Regions from separate parts of the Mus musculus genome. Here region 2 is linked to region 1. A link is a contact called in public Hi-C data. All regions are on one chromosome and are shown on one strand. The core of a region is the stretch at or near the end of the contact, and the rest is flanking DNA. Distances in the headings are between cores, read along the strand shown.

Region 1 (6,229 bases), core at 1,088-3,587:
AGCCGTTATGTTATGTGAGGTGTGGGGGTGGGGTGGGGTGGGGTGTTCATCCCTCCTCCGTTCAGCCAGGAAATGCTTGTCAGGCAGATGCAGAGAGAGAGATCATGCCCAACTTGATATGTGCTGGGAGAAGAGCTACAGGAATCTAGAGGAGACTGTCCCATCCTAGAATCAAGGAACAGACAATTGTGTCCCATGGGGAAGGAACACCTGTGTCCCATGGGGAAGGAAGGAACTGGTCAAGTGTTGAGAGTCTGCTTTCTCGTGGGTCTTTTATATTTTCCCTGGGTTTCTTTCAGAAATATCCCTAACATTGGAAACATTTTGATGTGTTTTGTCAGAATTTTAGATGACAACCCGATCACCAGAATCTCACAGAAGTCCTTTATGGGGTTAAACTCCTTGTTTTTCTTGTAAGTATCCTTCCTCCCTTCCTCCCTTCCTCCCTTCAGACTATAGTTATTGTTGCTAAATCAAAGGCAGTGGCTGGACCGCTTACGATGCATATCTTAAGCTTGCTGCTCGCTGCTGTTCATCTCCTCTCGTCTCCTAAAGGAATAAGCCATGTTTTCATCTGCAGCGGTTGAACAAAAGTTTGTTTTTATTTCCTGAAACCCTAGTTAAACTGAATGAAGCATAACAGGATCACACAGGAGCATAGAAGCACAGTTCCAACTCCGTTTTTTAAAAGATTTGTTATTTTTATTTCTTGGGCACAAGTGTCTTGCCTGCCTGCTTGTCTGTGTACAACATGCATGCAGTGCCCACAGGGGCCAGAAGAGGGCAGACAATCCCCTGGGACTAGAGTTACAGTCGGTTGTGAGCAGCCAACTGAAGCAGGGTCCTCTGCAAAAGCAGCCAGTGCTCTCAGCCACTGAGCCATCTCTCCAGCCTCCAACTCCGTTTTCACTAGAGGAAAGTGACAGCCAATGACAATTCCAAGTTTTACCTACGGACGGAGCCTGTTTCCCACTTGTGCTTCCATTGTTAATATCCTAGGATAACTGCCAGGCAGGTGGAGGCTTGCCATGTTCCTTTACAGTGGATGATGCAGCATCCACTGTGACTGCTCCATTCATCACAGGGACTACAGCATCACAAGTTAGTCGTGTATCTTAGCATGTTCACCGTCTGTTTGCTTTCGACAGTCCCCCTTGCTGTCACATCTTCCGTTTAGTGCTGTTTCCAGTGTGGCTCTTTCACATAGTAATTGATTAATAAACTCTGAGGAAACATCTCAAGAACTAATGGCTCTGTAAATCACATACTCCTCTTGCAGCACACAAGGGGAGCCGTCATGAACTTCACAGTTATTGCCTGCTACTTGCTTTAGTTTTACATCTTAAAATTAAGTTGAGGAACCCTTGTCTTAGGATGCACACCAAACGCACACAACCAGAGGCTGGCAGCACTAAGGTGTGCTTCACACACACACACACACACACACACACACACACACACACACACACGTAAGCACTGTGTAAAGGCATAGTTATATACAAAGACTTGATCCTGGTATATAAATTACAGTGGACAATTTTCAAAACTGTGGGAGAGCAGAACTCCTCTTGTTAATGTAGCTTAGTAATTTTGTGTCTAACCGCTGTTTTCTCTGTGTGAAGGTCCATGGTGGGTAACCGGCTCGAGGCCCTTCCTGAAACATTGTGTGCTCAGATGCCTCAACTCAACTGGGTGTGAGTATTCTTTAGGGATTGAACCTGTTCTGTGCTAGGAAGGAGGCAAGACGTGGATTCTAGGATGTCTCTCCCAATCCAAAGTCTAACGGTTACTTCCCGTTTTTTAAAGCTTTTTCAAGGAGTGAGGGGGCAGCAGGGAAGTGGTATACACTTGCTGAGATAAGTTTATCTTATTCCACAAGATAAGCTTGTGGAATAAAATGATTAAGTATCTTTTGAGAATAGCTGGAACACGTCACTTGGGAGGTTGAGGCAGGTGGATTGAGAGTTTAAACCAGGCCTAGATTACAGAGTGATTTCTCTGCCTCAAAAGGAAAACAAAAGAGGTCTAAATAGATGGTCCAGTAGTTAAGAGTGCTGGCTGCTCTTTGGGAGGTCGTGGGTTCAAGTCCCAGCAGCCACACAGCAGCTCACAACCACCTGTAACTCCAGTTCCAGGAAGTCTGATGCCCTCTTCTGTATTCTGCAGGCACCGGGCATATGCTACACAGACTTGAATGCAGGCAAGACCCTCCTACATGTTACATAAAAAGAAACAAATCTTTAAGAACTAAAATAAAAAAGTCCTTGGAGTATACCCAAACATGTAAGGCTTTGCTCAGCCTTCTGCAGCCAACCCGAACTTACCACACAGTCAGCCCACGGACAGCAGAATTTTCTGCTCTTTCTGTCAGCACCTAGTTCCACGAGTCCACTGTAACTCAGCTTCTCTTCTCTTGCTTGTTCTAGCCAAACTGACTAACAACACATCAGTGCTGATGTGATATTGTCTAAGAAGGGACATTCACAGTCTCTGTGTGTTTACTTTACAAAGGCTTGCTTTTACCAAGTAATTTTATTATCCCTTAACTGTTTCTCCCAGCGCCACCATCCCTTGCCTGTCCACTTTTTCCCACCGTCCTTCATACACCCCTTCTGTCGAGACGCAGCAAACCACAGTTCTCAGCCATTTCTAGGCTCATGTGCTTCTTGAAGCTGGGAAAGTCTTCCTCCGTCATTCCTTTAGCTAAACTCTAACATTCCCTTTCAACGCCCAGAATATCACCCTCGGAACGCTGTCTCCACACATTGGTCTGCTTCAGTGAATGCCTATGTGTTTCCAGGCACAGGGATATACCACGCCCAATCAGGACTGAGACCATGCCTACCATGTGATAGGTGACCAGTAAACCTTTGTTAGATACTTGTGCTAAGCCACTCCCACTCTTTCTTGCCTTGTAACTAATACCTACTTGAGAGTCTCATGGCTTCACCACCACCCACTATTCCATGCCTCGTGTGACTCACTCATACGTGTCAGGTGGAAACAGAGGGGTCAGAAGTTCAAGGCCACTCTTAGCTACATAGTCTCCTAGTCTCAAAAATACTTAGGAATTTAACATATTCATTTATGTACTGGGAAACAGAAAAGAGAAGGGGCGGGTAGATCTCACGGATGAGGCCTAACCAGGTTGTTTAACAAGGCTCTGCCTCAAAAAGAGAGAAAAAGACAAGAAATGGTGGTGCACACCTTTAATCTTAACACTCAGAAGGCAAAGGAAGGTGGATCTCTGTGAGTTTGAGGCCAGTCTGATCTACATAAGAGTTCTAGGCCAGCTAGGCCTATATAGTTAAATGAGACAGAGACAGACAAAGAGCAAGAGACAGAAAGAGAAAGACAGAGACAGAGACTATTAGAAAAACTCGTTTAAAAGTTTGCTTTCTCTTCTCACTCCCTGCCTCACTACACGGCTAAAAATGAGAATTACAGAGGTTCTCGAGGCCATTCCCAGAGTGTGTAGGATGGCAGCTGTGCCAAGGGTCCAGCTGGCAGGAAGCAGTGTCCCCATGAGGGCTCTCTGGAGTTCTGAGGACGTTTCTGAGCAGCTCAAGGAGGCCATACCAAGAGAAGCCTCTGACCCAGCAGGTCTGCCGGGGAGCCTGGGAGTCTACGAGTCTAGAAAGTTCCCTGGCTCTGAAGCTGCGCCCCTGGCACACACAGAGTAGTACTATATTGGGCATCATCCTCTCCGTGGAGGGCCATGTAGAAGAGACCTACAAACGTTTTCATATCACACAGACCAAGATTCATGTTCTAAGTCTGGTGAACGGTCTGTGCAGGACAATGTTGGTTCAAGCTTCACCAAGATACTGATTGGCATGGGGTCAGAATGTGGGGCAGTGGTCCAGATTGCCACATGACACGTGAGTGTCTGGCCTTTGGAGTCAGAAAGATCTGATGGGGAAAGACTATTCTGACACTTACCAAGTGTACGGCGAGCTGGAAATGATAACCCCAGCCTCCCAGAGGCCTGACGTTCGTGTGTTGAATGGGGCTTAATGATGCCACACCCTGCAGGAATGCTTCATAGACACTGGAGTTCTACCAGCCCAAGGGAGGGGGACTAATGAAATCCAGCATATAGCATAGTGTCTTAGTCTTTACTGTCACCAAGGCTACTTATAGGAGAGCGTTTATTTTGTCCTTACATTTCCAGAGGGTCAGAGTCTATGGTGCAGTGTGAAGGTGGCAGGCAGCAGGTGGCCAGAACAGCAGCTGAAAGCTAACATCTAGAACCCCAAACAGGAAGCAAAGTGGCAAGAGTCTTTTGAAACCTCACTACCCAACCCCCAGTGAAATACTTCCTCCAGCAAGATCACACCTCCTAGTCCTCCCCCTAAGAGCCACCTACTGGTACCAAGTATTCAAATGACTGAGACTCATCCAAACCACCAAGGGGAGCTAACAGCATGGTGCCCAGCCAAGAGAGATACTCCCACCCCAAATATCTAATGGTTCTTCCCTTAGGTTTATTGCTGTTGTTTTATCATCAGTTGGAAAGAAAACAGAAACCATATAAATTATAGAAAGCCCACAAACATTAGGAAAGATGCCAAAAAGAAAAAGACCTGAATTAAGGGAAGAAAAGTTCAGAACTGTTCTATCAATGAGAAGCATCCATTAGCAGATGATTTATACAAAGGTGTCTGAAGTGTCTCCTTCTGTGGCTTTCAGGGATCTGGCAAACAATGGAATAAAGTACATAACGAACTCCACCTTCCTAACGTGCGACTCGCTCACGGTTCTGTAAGTACACGTGCACTTCGGTACGAGAGGCCCGTAGATTGGGAGAGTTGAGGAAAAGGATGACCCTGGATTTCAAAGTACTGCTTTGTGTCCAGCCTTGATGTGAATGTTCAGTAGTGGAAAAGGGCAAAGAATGATGTGTTTATTTACCGTGAAATGAAATCGCTTTACTGCACAGTGGCTAGACTCATCAATTGGGTCTGTGTTCCTGAAGAAAGTGAGAGCAATTTACTGCATTCCGATTGGTCATAGACTCTGACTGACAATTCTGATGGCTGTTTGTGCCTGTCCTGGGGGGCGGGGAAGGGCAGGTGAACTGGCCAATCGGCACCTTGTCATTCCTGCTATAAGAAACACAACTAGTTTGTGTTTCTGGCAGTTGGAGTTTTCTGGGGATAGCAGGCACTCAGCAATGCTTGTTGATTCCACAGGTGACCAGAGAAAAATAAGGGAAAAGAAAATTTTTTTTAAAAGACAGTTTTAAGAATGATCAGAAACCAGACAAGGTGTAACTTCTCAGACCACCCTCGTGCTCAGAGCTGCTCCAGCAGTGCTTCCTGAGGGACTGAGGGACTGGGGGATCCTCAGGAGCAAAGTTTTCCTTGGCTCCGTTACAAACCAGAAAACTATCCCGTTGAGCCCTCAAAGGAGGCTTATTCAATGGCATCCTAGTGAGCGGTGGCATCTCCCAGCAGGAGATTGGGACAGCAGACAAAAAAAACAAACAAAAAAAAAACAAACAAAAAACAAAAAACAAAAACAAACAAACAAACAAAAAACCAGTGCTGACTCTCACCATGTTTTACAGGTTTCTGCCTAGAAATCAAATTGGTTTTGTTCCAGAGAAGACATTTTCTTCATTAAAAAATTTAGGAGAACTGTAAGTAGCATGGTCCACTAGGAAGAATATGATTGCTCTCTTCCAAGATTATTAATCTAAATGACGAGGGAGACTTTCTTTCTACTTGGAACAACCAAACTTCTGTAGACTACTAGATACTGAAAACCAATGAAGGAAGCACACATGATCCTGACGTCAAGAGCACATTACAGTCATGTGCTGGGATTGACAGGGGAGCCAGGCCACCCTACCTTCTCTGCCTATTTTCCTTGGGTCACTGTCATGTATATGTGTGTTGGGGACGAGGTGAGCTTTCTGCAGCCTCAAACACGTGGATGGTATTTATCTAATGGCTGCTATGGCTAACTCCCAATGGATGCCAGATGAAGAGCGACTTGATTGATGTGTTGTTAGCTGACTGTATCTGACCAGAGGGATGGTTATCCCGAGTGGTTAGCAGGTGAAGCATATCAGATACTCTGCATGTCGGATATTTACAATACAATTCATAATAGCAGCAAAATTACAGTTGTAAAGTAGCAATGAAATAATTCTATGGATGGGGTCACCACAACAAGAGGAACTGTATTAAGAGGTGTCAGCGGTAGGAAGGTTGAGAACCAC
Region 2 (6,229 bases), core at 2,437-4,936, 110 kb after region 1:
GACTCTAAAGCTGCAGTAGATTGCATCACTCAGGGCGACCGAATTGATCCAGACACAAAAACACACAGACAACTGGACAGATGCAGTCTGCGATCAGCATGAGTCTGATCAATACAGCTTCTGACAGCATGCGTGCATGCGTGCATGGGTGAGCTGCAGTGTTTTGGATTGCCTGTTTTGAGATGAGGACACCCAAGCTCACTGACCCCCAGGGTCACACTCAACCAACAGAGAACTTCTTTGGAGATCCTCAGTGGCCTGGCATCTATAAAACAAGCCCAGACTTTTATGTATGTCATTCATTTGGTTAATAGCACAGTGTCGGGTGTGTACAAAGGAGGTTGTAGTCTGAAAGTTCTGAAACCCAGCACTCTCTCAGTTGCTGTGTGGCTTCAGACATGCTGTCAGCTTCTCTGGGCCTCAGCATCACAAGTACATGATGGGAGGGCAGCAACCACTTCACTGTGTGCCTCCCAGTATCCAACAGTGTATGTGAACATACGTCAGACTCCATGAAAATGTGAGGCATTGCTGCTAGTTTTGTTGTGGGGGGCCTATGAGAACGTCACCATTATATGGAATTTTGTTCTGTGATGTCAGCTGAGAAAATGGAAGGTACATTTCACCTACTTGATACATACTAAGGTTTGAAAACACAAAAAGGAAAAGGAAATTTGGCCTGATGTCACACACAGGCAATCCCAGAACTCAGCTGACTGAAGAAGAGAGGCTAGCCTGTGCTAGTCTTTAAAAGGGGGCTGGAAAAATTGCTCAGTGGTCAAGAGCATTGACTACTCTTGCATGGGACCCAGGTTCAGCTCCCAGAACTCACACAGTCCCCTCCAACCATCTGTAACTCCAGTTCCAGGGGATCCAACCAACACCTGTTTCTGACCTCATGCAACACACACACAGACACACACGCACACACACACACACACATGAGGTACACATACATACATGCAACACACTTATACACATAAAAGGAAATCTAAAAACACAATTTTAATGAGCACCAAGGCCGTTTTAATGTTCTTAGTATATTATTTTATGTTTAATGATGTGTGGGGGAAGATAGTTACAAGTGGGAAGTGTAGGTGCCTGTGGAGACAAGGGGTGTTGGGCCCCACGAAGCTGCAGTTACAGGCTATTGTAAGCCTCCCAAAATGGGTATTGGAAACTAAAGTAGGGTCCTCCCAGGAGCAATGTATTGTCTTAACTACTGAGCCACCTTTCCCATTCCCAAATACTGTTTTGTTATTTTGTTTTTGTTGGTTTGTTGGTTGGTTTGGTTTGGTTTGGTTTGGTTTGGTTTGGTTTGGTTTGGTTTGGTTTGGTTTGGTTTTTTGAGACAAGGGTTCTCTGTATATATAGCCCTGGGTATCAGAGTACTCATCCTGTAGACCAGGCTGGCCTCGAACTCATGAGGTTGACCCACCTCTGTCTCTTGTGCTGGGATTAAAGGCCTGTACAACCACCGCCTGGCTCAAAGGCTGTTTTTAAAGGGAGCTTCGGAAGGAAACAATGCAGTACACTTGTATAGAGGGCTTTCCAACTAGAAACATATTAAGAAATCTGATAAATGTTCTAGACAAGCAGCCCCTTTTCTTTTTCTTTTCTTCTCCTCCATGAACACGTCTCTGAGATCACATGTCTTTTCCCATCTCAGAGATGAATTCTGAATGCTTCATTATGTCTCCGCTCAAGCTTGGCAGCTGAGTTTTGACTGTCAGCTAAAGCAAAGGAGAATATTTCCCCCTCTCTCCTCTGAGCGTAGGCACAGGAGATGTATTAGCTTGTGATTGGGAAGGTGGCCTGTGGTGGGGATGTTCAAACAGGATGGTGGGGGGCGGCGGGGGATGTAACAATGGTGAGTCATGACTGGCCAGCTCAGCAGGAACACCTTCCTGGGTTCAGAGGTAAGAAAGGAGTCACCTCTAGCAACTCTGCTTTTGGCTCTACAAAAGGAATGTTCCAGGGCTGGAGCCTCGAAGGTTGTGCAGCCTTAGAAGATAATTGTATGAATAAATGCAGGAAGTACAGGCATTCCTGGCTCAGACACCAGCACCATCCTCAACAGACATCAGTAAGATTGTGTGCCAGGCAAACCCCAGGCTGACTCTCCTGTGGTAATGACTCCTAAGGTATAACGTTCCTATGATAAAAGGAAAATGGGTGTTATCAGGATTGTTGACACTCAGTAACATAGCTCAACTTTACGCTGGTGAATGGCTTCCATTTAGGGAACATTGTTTTCAGTAAATGGGACAGCCAATTGTTGATACTACTTTGACCTCTTTTCTGGACATCGACACCCTTGACTGAATAAGTAGCAGAGAAGAAAATGGAAGGCAAGGAGTGTGGATAAACCAACTTCTAATGTGGATATTGCAATGTGTGTTTATAAAGCTAGAAATATGCCAGTATGTATCTAGTGAATTTGGCTAGAGAAATTGGGTCGGCTGATCTTGTATCTCCATTTATCCTATCAAGAAGAGGGGACATCAACTGAAGAATTGCCTCCATCAGATGGACATGTGGGCAAATCTATGGGACATTTTCTTGATTTATGACTGATGTGTGAGGGTCCAGCCCACTGTGGGTGGTCCTATCCCTAGGCAGGTGGTCCTGGGTAGCTAAACAAATCAGAGGAAATAAGTCAGTAAGCAGTGTTCCTCCATGGTCTCTGCTTAAGTCCCCCCCCCCCCCCCTTTCCTGGCATCTCTCCCTTTCCTCCCTGAGTTGATTTTGGATGATATTTTCTCTTAGCAACAAACACTAAATCAGAAGAGTAATAAATAAACTCCACAGGACTTGGGAAAGTGAAACGAGGTACCGTGACCATTCAGCCATGCTTGACTAGATCCTGGGCGTTTTAGGGCAGTCTTTATTCTATGTTATTTTGAGAAGTGTAGTCCAGGCTAGAAGCAAAACTTGCTGGGCTCACAATAGGCTGTTGCAGCCTGCTAGTTACATTGTTGCAGATTTTCTCTTCAGTTCAATGCTCTGGTCACCCTTCTCTCCACAGCTTGGGATAAGACCACAAGGGTGCTAATTGATATCACTTGCCACTTGTTCTAAGCTAACCTTCAGGCTTCCGGTGGCTGTCTTCTCTATATAATTCACTCCTCTCGGGCTGCCTCTCTGATACCTGTCCTGAAGTAGTTGCTTGCTACCATGTTCCTGAGCTCTTCTGGGTCGGCCCTAAAGATTTATTTCTAAGTACACTGTAGCCATCTTCAGATACACCAGAAGGGGTCATCAGGTCTCATTAGGTGTGGTTGTGAGCCACCATGTGGTTGCTGGGACTTGAACTCAGGACCTTTGGAAGAGCAGTCAGCGCTTTTAACCGCTGAGCCATCTCTCTAGGCCCTGATTGAGTTTTTCAGAGTTCCGTGTTTGTGGTCTGCATCCGTGAAGAGGGCTGGACTGTGGCTGGTGATCTGATAGGTCTCCCTGGCTTCATTGTCCTTACTCATGGGGTTGTGTGGCAGCCATAAACTCCAAGTAGGTGTTAACAGAAACAAAAGGCATGGGTGCTTTTCTGGTCTCTGCCCTAGCCTGCCCCCTTCCACTCTACTTTTTGTTTTGTTTTGTTTTTGTTTTTCGAGTCCTCTCTACTTTTGACTGGTGCCAGTGAAATAGGAAGCAGGCCCAGTGGCGGGATCCAGTCTGAGTTAACCCGTGTAACTACAACCCCTCTGACTCCTAAGCCAAGCTACACCCCTTCCCTAAGGGTGTGGGTAAGGCCAAACCCATTGACCAGAGTAAAGAATTTTTTTGTTTATTTGTCCTTGAAGGACTATTTATGGCATCTTAACCATGTGACACTCTTGAGACTGTAATTACAGAGTTTCGTTTGAGAAAAATCTATAACATTCCTTGTCTTACTTTCTCCATCTGGGATTTTGTATTGAGAGCAGTCTTATCTTGGTGGCCTGTCCCCTCCCCACCCCCACCCCCCTTGAGCATCCCCAGAGGCTACTGTGTGGTTTCCTTGGTGGCTTTTTTTTTTTTTTTGGAAACACTCTCCTGTTGCTAGGCAGATGGACCAGATTACATAAAATGTAGATTTTTTTTTTTTTTTTTTTTTTTTTGGAGAAGCTCTTTTGAGGGGCTAGGACCTGCAAGAATCAAAAGGCAGCTTGCGAGGTTTCCAGGAATGAGGCTAGAGGTTTAAAAACTGACTGATCAAAAGGATTTGAAAACAAAACAGAATGGCTTGCCCTGGTTTCCTTTTCATATATTTAACAAATGTGCACAGGGTGAGGCCATTCTCCTTCACCAATGTTTATTTCTTAAAGTTTGGTTTGTTTGTTTTTTCTTATTATAAGAGAAATTCCCTCTCATGACCAAAAGAACAACGACAACAACAAAAAGATAAAATTAAGAGATAAATTACAGAATGTAATTCTGCCTTATATGGAGGCAAATTAGTGTGTGTGTCTTTTTTCTGTTCATTTTTATTATCTCTCTGAGAATTTCATACAATGTATTTTTTAAGATTTTAATTTTAAAAATAAAATAAAATGCACATAGATGTTTTATCTGCATATAGGTGTGTGTATTGTGTGTGCACAGTGCCCATGGAGACCAGAAGATTCCCCTAGAACTGGAGTTATAGATAGTTGTGAGCTGCCTTGTGGGTGCTGGGATTTGAACCTGGGTCCTCTGGAAGAGCAGCCAGTGCTCTTAACCACTGAGCCATCTCTCCAGCCCAGCCTACAATGTATTTTGTGTGCATTTGTTTCACACACACACACACACACACACACACACACACACACACACACACTACTCAGAATCATTCTCCCTTCCCTTCCACAGAACTCATTTGAGTCATATTTTCTTGATACCTTCGTTTCTGTGCTTTAGAATATTTGCTGAATTCCAGTTAGCTTTTTAATACTTCCAGTTTGTTTGACTCCTACACAGGAACTCTAAAGTCAGTTCTAAATCCATGCCAATTAAAGGAGCAACTTTTCATTCCTGAGGCGTGAAACCAGGCTAATGGCACTTTGGACAGTAAATCTTCTTTATTTAGAGATAGGGTCTCAGCCTTCCTCAGGAATTACAGTAGTGTGTGTGTGTGTGTGTGTGTGTGTGTGTGTGTGTGTGTGTGTATGCGCACGTGCCACGCGCGCCCGCGCATGCCCAGCTATTCAACCTTTTTAATGGTAAGTTTAATAATTGTGTGCTTTCCTTAAATATAAGCTCTTGTAAATCACCAGTAGCTCTTCATGGAAGTTTCCCACAAAATAAGCACTATATAGAATTCCAGAGATTTCCTTTTTGAGCCCAAATGTTTGCCACTCCACATGACACCGGATCCAGTTCCACGTGTGGGCATGGTTAGCATCCAGGCTGGTTGTTTGAGACATTCCTCTTTAGACACATTAGTGGTTTCTCACAAGGCTCATTTCCAAATGGCTATAGATGCAGTCGGTAATGACGGTAAAGATACGAAGCGAGCACCAGAGGGAGCTAGAGGCACGCAGTTGTCTGCATCCACACAGCGCCCTTAATGAAAAAAGATGCCATGAAATTGAAAAAGAGCAAGGGGGAGGGGGTGGGGTTTATGAGAGGATTTGGAACGGAAAAAGGGAAGATGGAAGTGGTGTGGTCATATTATAATCTCAAAAAATAAAAGGAACATTTTAAAGCAGTATTTCTTTAAAAAAAAAAATGCTATCTTGTCCTGAGCAGATATTTTTGAAGGGATAGAATATAACGTTAATATGTGACCTATCTTTTCCAGCATCTGGAATTTGGTTTTTTAGCAAACGTTTGAATGTGAATGACTCGAGTTTGAATCTTAAGCATCATTTAGGGAGTCTGAGTATCATATGCAAACAAACCAGCCTTATACATGTAATTTCTCATTATGATCCTGTAAATAAATATCATCAGGTGGTTTGCATCATAAGGTGAAGTCAATAAATCTGTGTAAATAGCAACACAGATTTGTGTGTGTGCGTGTGTATGTGTGTTAATACAAAAATTAAAATCCAGGCTCAATACTGATAGAAGAAACTTTCTTATTGCAAATGTTGTGATCTTAAAACCTCAAAATGAAAATTTCATAAAATGAACTGAGACTGGAGAGATTGCTCAGTAATTAAAAGCACTGGCTGCTCTAGCAGAGAACCCAGGTTCAATTCCCGGCACCCACATGACAGCTCACAACCAGCTGTCACTCTAATTCCAGGAGATCCGACACCCTCTTCTG

What was found. Hi-C and Micro-C count contacts between places; a contact is called where the count stands out from the background.
Region 2: a Hi-C map of cortical neurons shows a contact between it and region 1, with 3 times the contacts expected there. The contact joins two enhancer-like sites. A contact is called at or near these places in 1 of 39 promoter capture datasets (the C10 cell line), 1 of 15 datasets of contacts at CTCF or cohesin (embryonic stem cells), 35 of 484 Hi-C or Micro-C datasets (the C10 cell line, the G1E-ER4 cell line, the HL-1 cell line and 6 more), 5 of 115 datasets of contacts at active chromatin or transcription factors (T-cell acute lymphoblastic leukemia and embryonic stem cells) and 2 of 9 other capture datasets (adipose tissue and embryonic stem cells).

The regions. Positions count from the first base shown.
Region 1 is chr5:150,051,219-150,057,447 of GRCm38.p6, forward strand. It overlaps Rxfp2 (relaxin/insulin-like family peptide receptor 2), which reads left to right. Exons shown (of 18, transcript NM_080468.2): 8 at 342-413; 9 at 1,623-1,694; 10 at 4,693-4,764; 11 at 5,573-5,644. Among named protein-coding and RNA genes, the nearest start is that of Gm38755, 7.9 kb to the right of the region's middle. Within about 2 kb of position 2,338, at least 5 of the 459 cell types and tissues checked have an H3K27ac peak or open chromatin away from gene starts, as enhancers often do. A contact at or near this core is called in cortical neurons, where this site is marked.
Region 2 is chr5:150,163,440-150,169,668 of GRCm38.p6, forward strand. It overlaps a transcript of Fry not described here. Among named protein-coding and RNA genes, the nearest start is that of Gm52797, 35 kb to the left of the region's middle. Within about 2 kb of position 3,687, at least 17 of the 459 cell types and tissues checked have an H3K27ac peak or open chromatin away from gene starts, as enhancers often do. A contact at or near this core is called in cortical neurons, where this site is marked.